Regions from separate parts of the Gossypium hirsutum genome. Here region 2 is linked to region 1. The links are chromatin contacts, called in public Hi-C maps. All regions are on one chromosome and are shown on one strand. The core of a region is the stretch at or near the end of the contact, and the rest is flanking DNA. Distances in the headings are between cores, read along the strand shown. Region 1 holds the start of LOC107897655 (putative TrmH family tRNA/rRNA methyltransferase). Region 2 holds the start of LOC107897650.

Region 1 (7,532 bases), core at 3,727-6,226:
AAGAAGTTTTGGCAAATAAACTAATTAATCAACATTTTTGAAAATGGATATGAAGTACATGAGTTCAATAACTGAAATGACTTTATATAAGTAAACCCATTCTCTATGACATATCCGGTTAGGCCATAATGTCTAGGCAAGGTTTGAGGTATTACAAAGACCATGGAATTCGTCCCACTGCTACTGCACCACTCCCTGAAGTGAATGTTGTAGCACACAATAAATATGAAAATGAAAAATATAAAGGTCGCGATCGTGGTCGTGGACGTAGTAGGGGACGTACTAGTAACCGCTATCATAGTGTTCATAATAGTGGTATTTCTAACCACCAGAAAACAAATAGCAATGAAGGATAAGAAAGAGGTAGTCAAAATAATCCTTCAAAAGTTATTAAGAATTTATGTTATTGCTGTTGTATGAGGGGGCATTGGGTAGTGCCTGTTGTACGCCTGAACATTTAGTGAAACTTTATTAAACATCTATTAAAAGGAAGAAAAAATAATATTGAGACCAATTTTATATCCAAAAATGACGAAATAGAGGCAAAAAGGAGGGTGATGTAATTTATGGCCTTAATGATATAACTCACCTTGATGTGACAAATTTCTTTGAGAATCATTAGAAAAGTTGGTGTTATTTTAGCATTTTATATTTTTTTAAGTATGTTTCATTTTTTGCATACAGAATAAGATAGTGTTATTATGTTATTTTAAATATGTTCATTTTCTTGATCCAAAAAAAAGTATGTTTATTTATTTACTTATTTTGCAAGTTATAAATATTCAATAAATATTTTCAACGTTTCTAATGTTATATTTTATTTATTTTTATGAAGAATATGAATGATCAAAAAAATTTTGTTAGATCCAAAATCAGTGGAGACATATGTCTTGGAAAGTGCTACAACACATACGATACACAAAGAGAAAAAATATTTTTCTCATTTAACAATAAGTGATGCTTATATTAATACAATCTCGGGTAGTTCAAAACTTATTGAAGCCTCCGGAAGAGAAATTATATTATTACCTAAAGGTACAAAATTTGCCATTGATGTTGCTTTATTTTCCACTAAGTCTCAAAGAAATTTATTGAGTTTTAAAGATATTCGATATTCGTATTAATGGATATCATATCGAGACTATGAATGAGAAAAATATTGAATATCTATATTTTAAAAAGGTTGAATGTGGAAAGAAATATGTTTTGAAAAGACTGCTTGCTTTTTCATCAGGTTTATATTATACACATATTAGTGCAATTAAGGCACATGTTGCTACAAACCAGGAGTTTGTAGAATGACATACTTTTACTATTTGGCATGACTGGTTAGGCCATCCTAGATCTATTATGATGTGAAAAATAATTGAGAATTCAATTGGACACCCATTAAATAACCAAAAGATTCTTGAATTCAAAGATTTCTCTTGTGATGCTTGTTCCTAAGGTAAACTGATTATTAAAGCATCACTAGGTAAAGTTGGGATTGAATCTCCCGCATTTCTAGAACGTATTTATGGTGATATATGTGGGCCTATTCATCCACCATGTAGATCATTTAGATATTTTATGGTATTAATAGATGCATCTAGTAGATGGTCACATGTATGTTTATTATTGACTCACAACCTGGCGTTTGTGAAACTACTTACTCAAATAATTCAATTAAGAGCACAATTTCCAGATTATGCAATAAAAACTATCCGTCTTAATAACGCTGGTGAGTTTACATCTCAAGCTTTCAATGATTATTGCATGTCAATTGGGATAAAAGTTGAACATCTTGTAGCTCATGTTCACACACAAAACGGTTTAGTTGAATCGTTTATCAGACACCTCCAACTAATAGTTAGGCCATTACTTATGAGAACAAAGCTCCCTATTACAGCTTGGGGATATGCTATTTTGCATGTAGCAGCACTTATGTGATCAAGCTAGCAAGTTATAATAAATACTCCCCATTGCAATTGCCTTTTAGTCAGGAGCCAAATATTTCCCATCTTAGAATTTTTAGATGTGCAGTATATGTTCCAATTGCTCTACCACAACGAACAAAGATAGGTCTTTAGAAGAGGTTGGGAATATATGCTGGTTATGAATCTCCTTCTATAATTAAGTATGTTGAACCATTAACTAGAGATTTATTTACTGTACGATTTGTTGATTGTCACTTTAATGGAACAATATTCCCAATATTAGGGGGAGAGAAAATATAGCTGGTAAAAGAAATTACATGGAATGGATCATCATTATCTCAATTAGATCATCGTACAAGTCATTGTGAACAAAAAGTTCAAAGGATCATACATTTGCAAAACATCGCCAATAAACTGTCAAATTTATTTATTGACCTAAAAAAATTACAAAATCTCGCATACCAGCTAAAAATGCTCCAATACGAATTGATATCCCAATAGGGCAAATTATTAGTGCAAAAAAAAGTAATACATGCTTGAAGCATGGAAAACCAGTTGGTTCCAAAGAAAAAAGTCCTCATAAAAAGAAAGGAGCAAATACTCAATGTGATTATATTATAGAGACAAGTTCCCAAGAAGAGGTCAAAGATATAACTAATTATAATCATAAAACCCCAAAAGAGATTTAAGTGCCTAAAAATGATGATAACGAAGAGATCTAAATAAGTTATGTTACTTCGGGAAAAATATAGAACCAAAAAAATATAGTTCTCGATAACAATTTTGCATATAATGTTGTTATTGAAGTAGAAAAAAATGATGATCCTAAGCCTAAATCTATTGATGAATGTAGAAATAGAAAAGGTTGGCCAAAATGGAAAGATGCAATTCAAGTAGAATTGAATTTACTTTTTAAACGTAAGGTTTTTGGACCTGTAGTCCAAACACCTAAAGGTGTAAAGTCGGTAGGATATAAATGGGTATTTGTGTAAAAATAAAATGAAAAAAATAAAGTCGTAAGATATAAAGCACGACTTGTAACACAAGAATTTAAGCAAAGGCCCGACATTGATAAAGAAGAGACATATTATCTTATAGTGGATGCAATCACATTTAGATATCTTATTAGTCTGGTAGTAAGTGAAAAACTTGACATGCATATAATGGATGTTGTTACAGCCTATTTGTATGGCACATTTGATAGTGAAATTTATATGAAAATCACTGAAGGATTTAGAATCCCAGAAGGATATAGAATCCTAGAAGGATATAGAGTTTCTCAGGAAAACTGTTCGATCATATTAAAGATAAATTTATATGGATTAAAACAATCTGGACGCATGTGGTACAATCGCCTTAGTGAATACTTGTTAAAAGAAGGTTACAAAAACGATCCAATTTGTCCATGTGTCTTTATAAAAAGGTTTGGATCAAATTTTGTGATAATTGTTGTTTTTGTTGATGATCTAAATATTATTGGAACTCTTGAAGAGTCTCAAAAAAAAGTAAATTATTTAAAGAAAAAATTTGATATGAAAGATCTTGGAAAAAACAAAGTTTTATCTTGGCTTACAGATTGAACATTTAAAAGACAGAATTCATGTTCATTAATCAACTTATACGGAAAAGGTATTAAAGAAATTTTACATGGATAAAGCACACCCATTAAGTACTTCGATGGTTGTACGATCATTAGATGTGAATAAAGATCAATTTCGTCCTTGCGAGGATGGTGAAGAGTTTCTTGGTCCTAATTAATTTTCACCCATTAAGTATTAAAGAAATTTTAATACTTATACGGAAAAGGTATTAAAGAAATTTTACATGGATAAAGCACACCCATTAAGTACTTCGATGGTTGTCTGATCATTAGATGTGAATAAAGATCAATTTCGTCCTTGCGAGGATGGTGAAGAGTTTCTTGGTGCTAATCAATTTTCACCAAAATTATTATTCACCCACGATCTTGAGAAAAGAGGTGATATAAATGTTCAACAAATTCGTTCTAGTGAGAATGTAGCAGATCATTTTATTAAGACATTGCCAACTTCAACATTTGAAAGACTACTACACAAGATTGGAATGCGTTGACTCAAAGATGAAATGTATGTTTCCATTAGGGGGAGTCTAAAAACAAGTTGTACTCTTTTCCTTTAACCAAGGTTTTGTCCCATTGAGTTTTCTTGGTAAAGGTTTTTAACGAGGCAGCTTGTAATAAAAGATTGTATAATCTGAGTTTTTCCTTATAAGGTTTTAACGAGACACATTATCTACCAATAGACATCCAATGGGGAGTGTTATGAATATCTTATTAAGTGAATGTCCATCATGATAAAGATAAAGTTTTGATATACTTTAAATTTTAATAACTATTAGAATTAGATCTCTACTCCTTTTTTATCAATAAAGTTCATTCTCTATTTCTTTCATATTTTCTTTATTCTTTATTCTTTCCATCTCTCTTTATTTTATAACAATATACATATTCTAAAATTATTTTAGTAATAATTATTTAGCCCCGATTTTCATTTGCTAGAAACCCAAAGCTTAAAATATGCTATTAGTCTTTATACTTTTCGAAAATTAAGGATTTAGTCATTATACTTCTATTTCATAGAATTTAATCTCTTTACTTTTCAGATTTTAAAATTTAGGTCTAATTGTTAACACTATTTTTTTGTTCAATTTGTAGCTGTGAATTTTTTGAAAAAAAAATATTCACTTGTAACCATGTAATTAAAAAAATAACCTTGTAATTATATTGAGTTTAACAAAAGAAATTAACAATGCTAATATTTAGATCTAAATTTTAAATCTAAAAAGTAGACAAATTAAATTCTATAAGATAAAAGTACACTGATTAAATTCTCATTCTTCAAAAAAGTACAGGAATTTGTGTGATATTTTAACCAAACCCATTGGCCAATTTATTTTGGATCCTAAGTGACGATTGCTCTTTTAGAATATAGAGAATAATTTGCTAAATAGTTTGTTTAACCTTAAAAAAATTAAAAAAGAAATTAGAAAAGATAATGGGCCTTGGCCTAAAAGGGCAAAGCAGGCCAGTAGAAGAAAAAAACCCTAGAAAACCCCTCCATGTCTACCAAGCTCTCTTCTTTTGGAAGATGAACGAGTAAAGGAGAAAAATGGCTATAGAGAGCTACGTGGTGGTTCACAATATAGCAAAGAGGCACAACGTCGGAACCCTAGCTAGAAGCGCCACCGCCTTTGGAGTCGCCGAACTAATCTTAGTTGGCCGCCGTGACTTCAACGCCTTCGGCAGCCACGGCTCCACCTCCCATCTCCGTTTCCGCCACTTCCATTCCCTCACCGACGCTCGCCTCTTCCTTAAAGTAAACGTCTAACCAACCCATTTCTCTAAATCCTTATTTCTTAAACTTTTTCAATTTGGATCCTAATTTGTTTTTGAATTTTTTTACTGTATTTTAAGGAGAAAGATTGTGATATTTGCGGGGTTGAGATCACAGAGGACGCTGTTTCCATAACTGATCATCCTTTCAAGAAAAGCACTGCTTTTCTTCTTGGTAATGAGGTAAAGTTAAAGCCTATTTTCTAAATTTAGCTGAAATTTCTGATTCTTGGGTTTTACTTTTTCCTTCTAAATTTTACAATTTCTTTTGTTCTTTAATGTTTTACAGGGGACAGGGCTTTCAGCTAAGGAATGTGAGATATGTGATTTCTTTGTTTACATTCCTCAATATGGAGGTGGCACTGCCTCTTTGAATGTCACTGTTGCTGCTTCCATTGTTTTGCATCATTTTGGAGGTATTCCCAATTTCAATCTAATCTTATCTTATCTTACTCTATAAATGTCTTTAGTTTTCATTTCATGACTTCTTTCACCAGTAAAGTTGATGATGGAGAAAGTTAATTTTTTCCAAGGATTGTTGGGAAGATTAGTATGCCTGCCTTAGATTTTAGAGAACACTAGTCAAGAGTCAAAAGATCATGAACCATTAAAATCATAAAGTTCTTATAAATAGTTTTTTTATTTCCTATTGGATTGGTTATCTAGCAACTAGTGTAAGTTGTGAGGCTCATATTCACGTGTTTATTGTATGTACCTAGCTAATTAAACTTGGTTCTTTTACTTGAAACAAATGGTCATTAGCGCCTTTTAAGTGCAGATCACTTCTTCCTATTATCCATTATACGAAAGCCAAAGTTAAACTAGGGGTTTCCTCTCCATGGTGTTTCTTGACTGTTGTCTAGATTTTGTTGCTTATGTCCAACTTGTGGTCCTTGTGGAATCAAAAGGAGGATGTTGAACATGTTTCACTTGTCTTTGAAGTGGATACTAGCCTTTCTCTTAAGTTATTTAGGCAACCTGTTTGTTAGCCTGTTGGTCTTATTAAACTATGTTTTGGTCCCACAATTCTTTTTTCTTGAAGTAGTCATGTTTGACACCCGTATTTGATGCAACATACAGATACTGGTATGGGACATGACCTTCTAAGGATCCATTAAATATGTTAAAAATTTAGGAAAAAATGAATATACCATTCCTGTTCTGAGTAACATAGCTTTTTAATATGCGACCTTGCGCAGTTTGGGCAGGTTTTTCAGAGAGAATCCGTGATGGAAACAAGTTTGTTGTGGCTGAGAAACCTTTAAAACAGTTGAGCCGAAAATACTGCACAGAAACAGATGATCGTATCATTGAGGAGCGAAAATCAAGAAGGGAAAGTGCTTCCAATGGATTCTTTGAGGATGGAAAAAATGGTGTATCTTCTTCCAACCTTTTGGATTCATTGTTCCCTGATGAGTGATTGAAGGATTTAAATATAGATTTGATCCTGCAAACCATACAACGTTCACCACTAAAGATTAAAGGTAATTTGGTTCAATGGTCCAACCTATTGAAAATTGTTGTTAACATGTGGCAAACAGATTCTACCTAACCATGGACCAAAATGAAGTTTGATTATTGAAGGAAGTTCCTCTGTGAATCCATGGAAAAGTTTGCAAAGGGACCCCTTTTCAGAGTGGCAATAATTGAATTTTGTGTTAATTGCTTTGATTAAAGCATCTTCTGTAATTGTAATGGTATTTTCACATTATTGTTTTGTACTTTACAATAATTGTTTCTTTTTTTCTTGGGATATTTTTGTTTACATACGAAGTCAACAAGATGCAATATAAAAGTTGCCTTATGACCCCAAAACCAAGGATTAAAAACTCATGGGGTGGTTCATTTTCAGTGGATAGCTAACAAATTAAGACCAGACATGGCTGTGTAACACGTGTATTTTCTGCCCTAGTTTGATCGCGTTTTCATTTGTGATTGGCAAGTCTCTTTTGCATTTAAATTAAGCTTAATGTCTGATATGAGTATGTGTGTTTGATACAAGCATACCCAATATTTTCTTTTGATTTTACAGTGCATATTAATCTGAATATGTTTGATCCGAATATGTTTGATCCGAATATGTATTAGACCTGTTGGTACAAATTTCAACAAAAGAAGAGTTAGGGAGGAGAATGTACTAGTGTTATAGATCTTTTATTTGATATTTATAGGATTTACTTGTTTGGTAGCGGTGATGTGTCTGTTATTTATGGGTGATACTTCTTGTTTGGTAGTAGTGATATTCT
Region 2 (7,532 bases), core at 2,121-4,620, 170 kb after region 1:
GCTCGTAACACTAATTCGTGACAGAGAGAGGTTAGGGGTGTTACAGTAGCAACATTTTTCTAGTTTATATTGTAGAAAACATATTCTTACAAAATTTTGCATTGAATATCAAATAAATTTATATAACTAAGTTATTGTTTAATAATTCATTGAAAGTTAAATTAATTGAAAATTGATATTTTTCATAATTTTATTTTTTAAACATGTTTCATAATTTTAAAAAATAAATGATAAAATTTTTCAATAAAAAATTTGAAAAATAATAAGTAGATAAGGATGCACTTAATGTAAAATTTCTTGAATATGTCAGTCCTTTGGGCATTCTTCAAGCGCTAGCAGATGGGACAAAATTATTTTTCAAAGAAAATATTCCTCCATCTAGAGGCAATACTCGTTTATTTAGTATTAGACCGACTATAACAGTCATATCAATTTTACTAAGTTTTTCAGTAATTCCTTTTAGCTCTCGCCTTATTTTAGCCGATCTCAATATCAATATTTTTTTATGGATTGTCATTTCAAGTATTGCTCCCGTTGGACTTCTTATGACATGATACAGATCAAATAATAAATATTCCTTTTAAAGTGGTTTGCAAGCTACTGCTCAATCGATTAGTTATGAAATACCATTAACTCTATGTGTTTTATCAATATCTCTACGTGCAATTCGTTGAAACAGAAACTTTTATGAACCTATTCCTTTTGTTCTAGAAAATAAGTTGGGTTAAATTTTACATTAAATACATCCTTATCTTTACATTTTTAAAAATTACTTTATCAAATAGTCTAATTTTATTGTATAATTAAAGTTTAAAAATATATCAAACATAATTTATAACTTAAATTTAGTATTTATCATAAAAAATAAAACTTTTATTCAAGAAAAATCTTTCAATAAAATTATTGTTCTAATTAATAAATATAATAAAATCAACAATAATTGATGTTTTGCATGGGTGCCTTGTATATATACATATATAGATTAAGTAATTTAAATTTATAATGACCTGATATTATATTTTATTTCAAATAACTATTTTAATTTATTAGTAAATTTAACTCGATTTCTAAGTTTATTTTAAATGATTGAATGTTAATCACTTTTGATTAATTTGAAATAACTCAAATTTAAATGAATGAAAAATCCCAAGTGACTATGCAAATGATTTAAATCTTGAACGGTCTACTGGAAACATTGGGATATGAGCGTTTCACTCATTGTTTGTAAGGATTGGTATTTGCTGGTGTGGTCTCTGACATCTAAGGCTCAAAGGCTGGGCCCTTCTCTCGTTACTGCTCTTAAAACACTTCTACCAGGACCACCCCTTTTCATTTTTTGGGGAGGCCTCTTCTTTTTTACAAATTAAATTAACTCCTCTATTTATATACTTTTTATGAATTATAATTGTGTTCATGTCTCATTTTTATAGAATTATTCAAAATATAAATTTTATTTTTAAGTTAGAGGTTGCTAGGTTTCTTCTTAAAATAAAAGATCTCCAGTAAGCTTAAAGTAACGATTTGATGATCAATACCGTAGAATAATATCTATCGACAAGTAAAAAAATATACTTTAAATTCAAGTCGATCTAACAGTCAGTGTCACAGATAAAAGAAAAAAGCTTTTTGAATTTTAGTTCACAAAAACGTGTTGTATCATGAAAAAAGAAAAATTGAATTGTAGAAAAAAATGAGAAAGAGAACTTTCAATTGATACAGACAATATGAACAAAATATATATATAATATAAATTTAAACAATCAAGTAACTTTAATAAAAATTTTTAAATAATTAAATAACCAAAATAATAACTTTTTAATTAAGTGATCTATCATATTTTAGTGACTAATAATATAATTTACCTTTAAAAACGACTAGTAAAAGAAAAATAAAAATTTAATAATAAAAAAATCAAAGTAAATTAGTTAAAGAGTAATTAAAATATAAGTTAAAAAGTTTTCTAAGAACTGATAGGATTGCTTTCTTTGCGCCAAACTTCGTAAGCTAAACTTTATAACTCCGTTTTTAGTACATTAAATTAATATAATATTTTAAGATTTTAATATGATTTTTTGGAGCATAGCAAGGGACGTTTTCTAGTAATAATAATAGAAATCTGCTCAAATTTCTCCCTAATTTTATCTTTACTTTACATCGAAGGGACTAAATTGCAAATCTCTTACAAACTTTTTTCACAACGGAGCAGAAAAGCATTTTTCCCATCTCAACATTTTAAAACTCAACCCTCGCCCACTATTCCCCTAATATTACATATCAACCCCCTTGATTTTTCTTTTTTCCTTAAAGAAACCCCACTTGTTTAACGCATAAACTGATAAGCAGGGAATATTATCTAATCGCCCCTAAAATTTTCCAGATTTTCAAATCCGTCCACCGTCTTCAAAAAATATCACGGAGGGCATCGGATCTTGAAAATTCCGGAGATATCTAAATAGAGACGAAACGTATCAAGAGAGAGATGGAGATAAAAAGAGACGCAGGCTTATTTGGATCCAAATCTAAATATTCGGGTATCAGAGATCAAGCCGTAGCAAACGCCTGAGATCCCTTGTAGCTGAATCATCGACCGGAACCTGTTTCTTCTTCGAGAAAGTTGGTAAAGGAAGTGAGCTCGGTGCCGGAGAAACGGAGAAAGCCGATCCGGCATACACGTCGGATTTTACGGTCACCGAAGACTTAGCATCCACGATTTTGATCTGTTTAGGGACCATTTCCGGATCCGGACCCAAACGATCCGTACCCATAACAACCAAACCCCCTTCCCTTCCACCACCGCCATTGTCGATCTTGATCTTCGAATCCAACGACTCACCTCGTCTCATAATCGTAACCTTCTCCACCATAACATTGTTCCTCACCGTCTTCAAGTCATCGGCGGAGCTGTATTTCTTCGAAATCCCCTGCTCCGATCCGATCCGCTTCCTCTGAACGGGTTTCCTGTTAGATCTACCATTTCCATTGTTATTGTTGTAGTTATGATAATAACTAGGATTAAAGCTACCGTTTCCGTATCTCCGGCGAGGACACGCCGTCGGAGGTAACCGAATCCGTTCGATCAAACAATCCTGAGGTCGTAAAACTTCACTCCCCATATTAATTAACTCAAAACAACCCCAAATAAAATCAAAGACAAAGCGATAATTAGATATATAAATTTTACAGGAAAAAAAAAAGGGATTCTCGAATATTTTACGATCTCATAAGGGGAAATCAAAGGAAAAAAGGAAGGATTTTTTTTTTTCTAGAAATTTTTCTTAATTTAAAAATTTTTAAAAAATCCCTTCCTTTTATTATTTTTATTTCTATTTTTCTGCTCTGCTGAGGCTTAAAATCTGCCGAGTCGAAAGAGATAAGGGAAAGGGTATTATATAGGCGGAAATTAATGAAATGGCGAGGAAAAAGAGGGGCTGGGTCAGGGTCGGGTTTTCGGGTTGTTTTGGTCTACGTTTTATGTGTTGACGCGTCAGATGGGTCCCATAAACCCGGGCGGCTCGGGTTTTGGAGCCAGGTGGGGCCCGACAAAAAAGAATGGGGTGAGTTGCTGTAACGGAAACCGTTAAGTGAAATCAAAGTGTTGTTTGGTTGTCTTTATCTAAAGAGGCTTTCGATGATAACGGAGGTTGGCGACGTAATGGTGAGTTGTCGGCTTGTAAGATTTTTTATTTATTTTTAAATAATTTATTGTTATAGTATTTTAGGTGAGGGGACCATAATGTCGTTGCCACTTATTTATGTGGTGAAACAGTGGTTTGGTTTTGGTTTGCTATGTGCTCATAAATCAATTTCTTGTCCTTTTTATATATATATAATTAAAAAAATTGCCATAGAAAATATGTTGCCTTAAAACAATGTATTTTCAAATATTTTTATTAGTAAATTAATAGAAAAAAGAAAAAGACTGGTCTGTATTTTATAATGTTTCCCTTCCAAGATTATATATTTTAATACTTTTAATTTAATAAAATTAATTCTTAATTAGATGAAATTATAGTATTAGAATATTATTATGGGATATTATCTTTTAAAAATATATAAATTTATTTATATATCTTTCATACTCCTACATACGTACGATGGTATAAATATTATGTGAATTTTATGTGTTGGCTTAATAGTCAGGATGTTCACCATCCCAAATGTGGTATAAATTTGAGTCACTCTAGTTACATTACTATTAGAGCTTTGACATTTTCTTATAATTTACCCACAAAAAATTTAATTATATAATCTGAATCTAATCTTGTTGGATGATATTTAATTAATTCAAAATTTAAAATCGGTGTAAATGTAATACCACATTTTATATGCTAGAAATTAATTCTAAATAAAAAGCAAAAGAGGCTTCTATGATGAAATAAATAATTTTAATTATTTAATCTAACAAAAAAATATTATAATGGGAACGTAATTGTTGATGCAAAATCGAAAGAACGAGTCATACGGGAATAACACGTAAAAGACGTAATCCCAGTAATTTCGAGCTCAATAAAGTTTGGTCAAAGTATTTTATTTGTAAGTCATATTTGGATTGTATTCCACACTGTTTGACCCAGTTGCCATTGACTTATATTGAGTGGGAAGTTTCCTATATTTGTAGACCTAATGAATTGTTATTTTGAAGGAGTACCAAGGACCTTTTAGACATTCACTACATCAAAAACAAAATATTATTTAACCTTTCTCACAAATATATTTGTTGTAAATTGTTAATAACCTATTTTTTAATATTTTTATATATGTTTTTTTTGACACAATGACTAAAACTACACATATACTCTTCCAAACTTATAAATAGAGGTGAGCAAAATCCTATCCAATTCGAAAAACTCGATAAAAAATTTAAATTTTGAATTAAATAGTTTGAGTTATTTTAATTAATCAAGTTATTCGGATCAACTCGAATAAAAAATTAAGTTTTTCGGTTTAACTCGAATATGAATTACACAATTCGAATTATTTGAAAATTCAAATAAGAACAGACAAAACTACGTCGTTTTGATAAATGTTTAGTTTTTTTAAATTTAAAATTCAAAATAATTAAATTAAAAGGTAAAATTATGTCGTTTTGATAAATGTTTTACCCATTAAGTTAAAAGGCAAAATCATTATATTGTTCATGTAGTTAAATAATCTTGTACTTCGTCTACTAGTTAAATAATCGGTCCATCTAAATGCAACATTAAGTATAAATAATAGGATTCGTTAACTAGCCTCGATTTGCCTCAAAAATTTTTGACTGGATTCGATTCGATTCGATTCGAAAAAAGTTCAAATTGAGTTCGGTTGCTAAAATAGGATTTGTCAACTCGACTAACTTGAAATTTTTTTACTCAATTCAACTCGACTCGATCGAATACTCACCCCTATAGGAGGATAATGCGTTTCAGCGCACTCAAACCCATGTCCTCCTTCATTGGCAACAATGTCCATACTAGTCAAGTTAAAACTCAATCGATATTAATCAATTAATCTTTCATAGAAATTTTATTACGAATATAAAGGTGTGTTTAAAATAATATATAGTAAATAATGAAATATATTATTTGAAAATAATTAATAATAATAACACATGAAACATGCACAATGTTAAAATAAAAAAATAGATTAAATTATCAGTAAAACAAAATTTAAATACATCATATTAAGAATATCAATTGAATACAATCATCATGGTAGTTGGTGCCAAATTAATTTGTGACACCAACTCAATTAACAAATTTATTAATATATATTATATATATAATTGATGGAAGTAATAAAGTATGTATAATAAAATTAAAATATATAAAAAATATATTAAAATGAATCTTTGATTGGGTGATAAATTTAATATATTTATAATACAAATATTATTGGTTCAAATCTTATTATATGCATATTTTTTATTTTTAATAAATATTAAAATAATTTCAGATAATATAAATTATTTTAAATAAAATAGGATGTTTTAATAATTTTTTTAATCGAATTGACTCGTGACACCAACACCATCAAGGGTTTAAATAATAATATAAATAATATATTAACTAGATTAAATACGTTTCTCGTACTTGTAAAATTACATGACTATATAAATATGCAAATTACTAAAGATATTAGCTTAGTTTATTTCTCATACGTTGCACAGGTTACATTTCATATGAAAAATATGTATTATCTTTTTCAAAATTTAAGAAATAATTTAATTATTGAAACTTTACATTAAAACTTTTTAAAAATAAATATTTTAAAATTTAAATATTTTTAATGTAATAAAGTGTGACTGATAATGAAATTTACATAAAAAGAACAATTTATTTTTTAAACAAAATATTAATAACTCTACATTTTTAATCTTGAAATCGACGTTAAAGATTATCAAAATAGGTGATAAATAAATTAAATTGAAATCAATAATTTATTTAAAATTAAAAAAGAAATTGCAAATTTCAAATTTTATAAGTCTATTAAATCATTTTGTTATTCAGTAATCCTATCTATATTTTAAATATAGATTATAATTTTATTTTCTTTATTTCTTATCATATTTTATGGTAATTATTGCTTATTTTTACACAATTATATTTTAACGTCAAATTAATTACGCAAGCATAATTAGTAATATAAAATGTATAGATTAAAATTAGGAACTACATTTTTACGTTATAACATTATATGCAAATATTTAATAATTATTTTCAAAAAATAAAAAATGGATTTATTTACTAATAAATGTCAAAAAATTAAAAAAATTTACGTATTCACCGATTTCATGTGATTTGCAGAAAAATCAACTTATTGACAGAAAAACGCTTCCAGTTGGAAGCACTTTCTACCACCTCGGCATTAAAAGTGGTAGCACAAATATTTTTTTTCTATTTTCTAGTGTCACCTATTAATGTGAAATTAAAACTTACAAAACAAGTTTTTATATAGCCCCAGAGTCTCATTTCCCTTGTTTTTTTTTTAAGCGATATGGGATATGGGTTTATATAAACTCATAATCCATTTGAAGTTTATTCTTAGACAATATGGAATTACTTACTTTCATACCAACATTTTTTCCCCATGTTTGGTGCTGTGAATAAAAGGAGAGAGAAAGGTGAAGATGTATGTGTGTGAGAGATGTTATTAAATAATAATTCAATTCAATTTTATTTTTTAATATTATTAAAAATGTCATGTATTGATGTGAACTCGGTTACGAGTTGATTCACAATTTTATGTACCCAATCGTCTAAATAGGTACTTGCTCGAATATTGTTAGAAATATGAAGAGAATAGTGCTAAAGAAAATTTGGATAAAACTCTCGAATGTAAACGAACTAGAAAAGAACCGACGTTATGTAACAACACGACCCGTATTCTATAAGGTTGATCGCCACACTTTGGGATGGTGAACAAAGTGGTAAGATCGGTTTTGGTGAACACATCAAGAAAGAATTCTTGATAAGTTCAGTAAGTTCTTGAAAAACAAAGAGATTAACTCAAATGTATTTTAATAATCAGAAAAGTCTCCCTTTACAAAGCTT

The links. Hi-C and Micro-C count contacts between places; a contact is called where the count stands out from the background.
Region 2: a contact with region 1 is called in a Hi-C map of leaf, with 1.7 times the contacts expected there. The contact joins the promoter of LOC107897650 here to the promoter of LOC107897655 in region 1. A contact is called at or near these places in 2 of 34 Hi-C or Micro-C datasets (anther and leaf).

The regions. Positions count from the first base shown.
Region 1 is chrA10:23,930,354-23,937,885 of Gossypium_hirsutum_v2.1, reverse strand. It overlaps LOC107897655 (putative TrmH family tRNA/rRNA methyltransferase), which reads left to right and starts at 4,976. Exons shown (of 4, transcript XM_041079250.1): 1 at 4,976-5,269; 2 at 5,368-5,469; 3 at 5,576-5,702; 4 at 6,495-7,162. The coding sequence starts at 5,063. The coding sequence ends at 6,706. It overlaps LOC107897654, which reads left to right and starts at 7,310. Exons shown (of 3, transcript XM_016823170.2): 1 at 7,310-7,532.
Region 2 is chrA10:23,757,250-23,764,781 of Gossypium_hirsutum_v2.1, reverse strand. LOC107897650 reads right to left here and starts at 3,370. Exons shown (of 1, transcript XM_016823168.2): 1 at 2,126-3,370. The coding sequence starts at 3,113. The coding sequence ends at 2,535.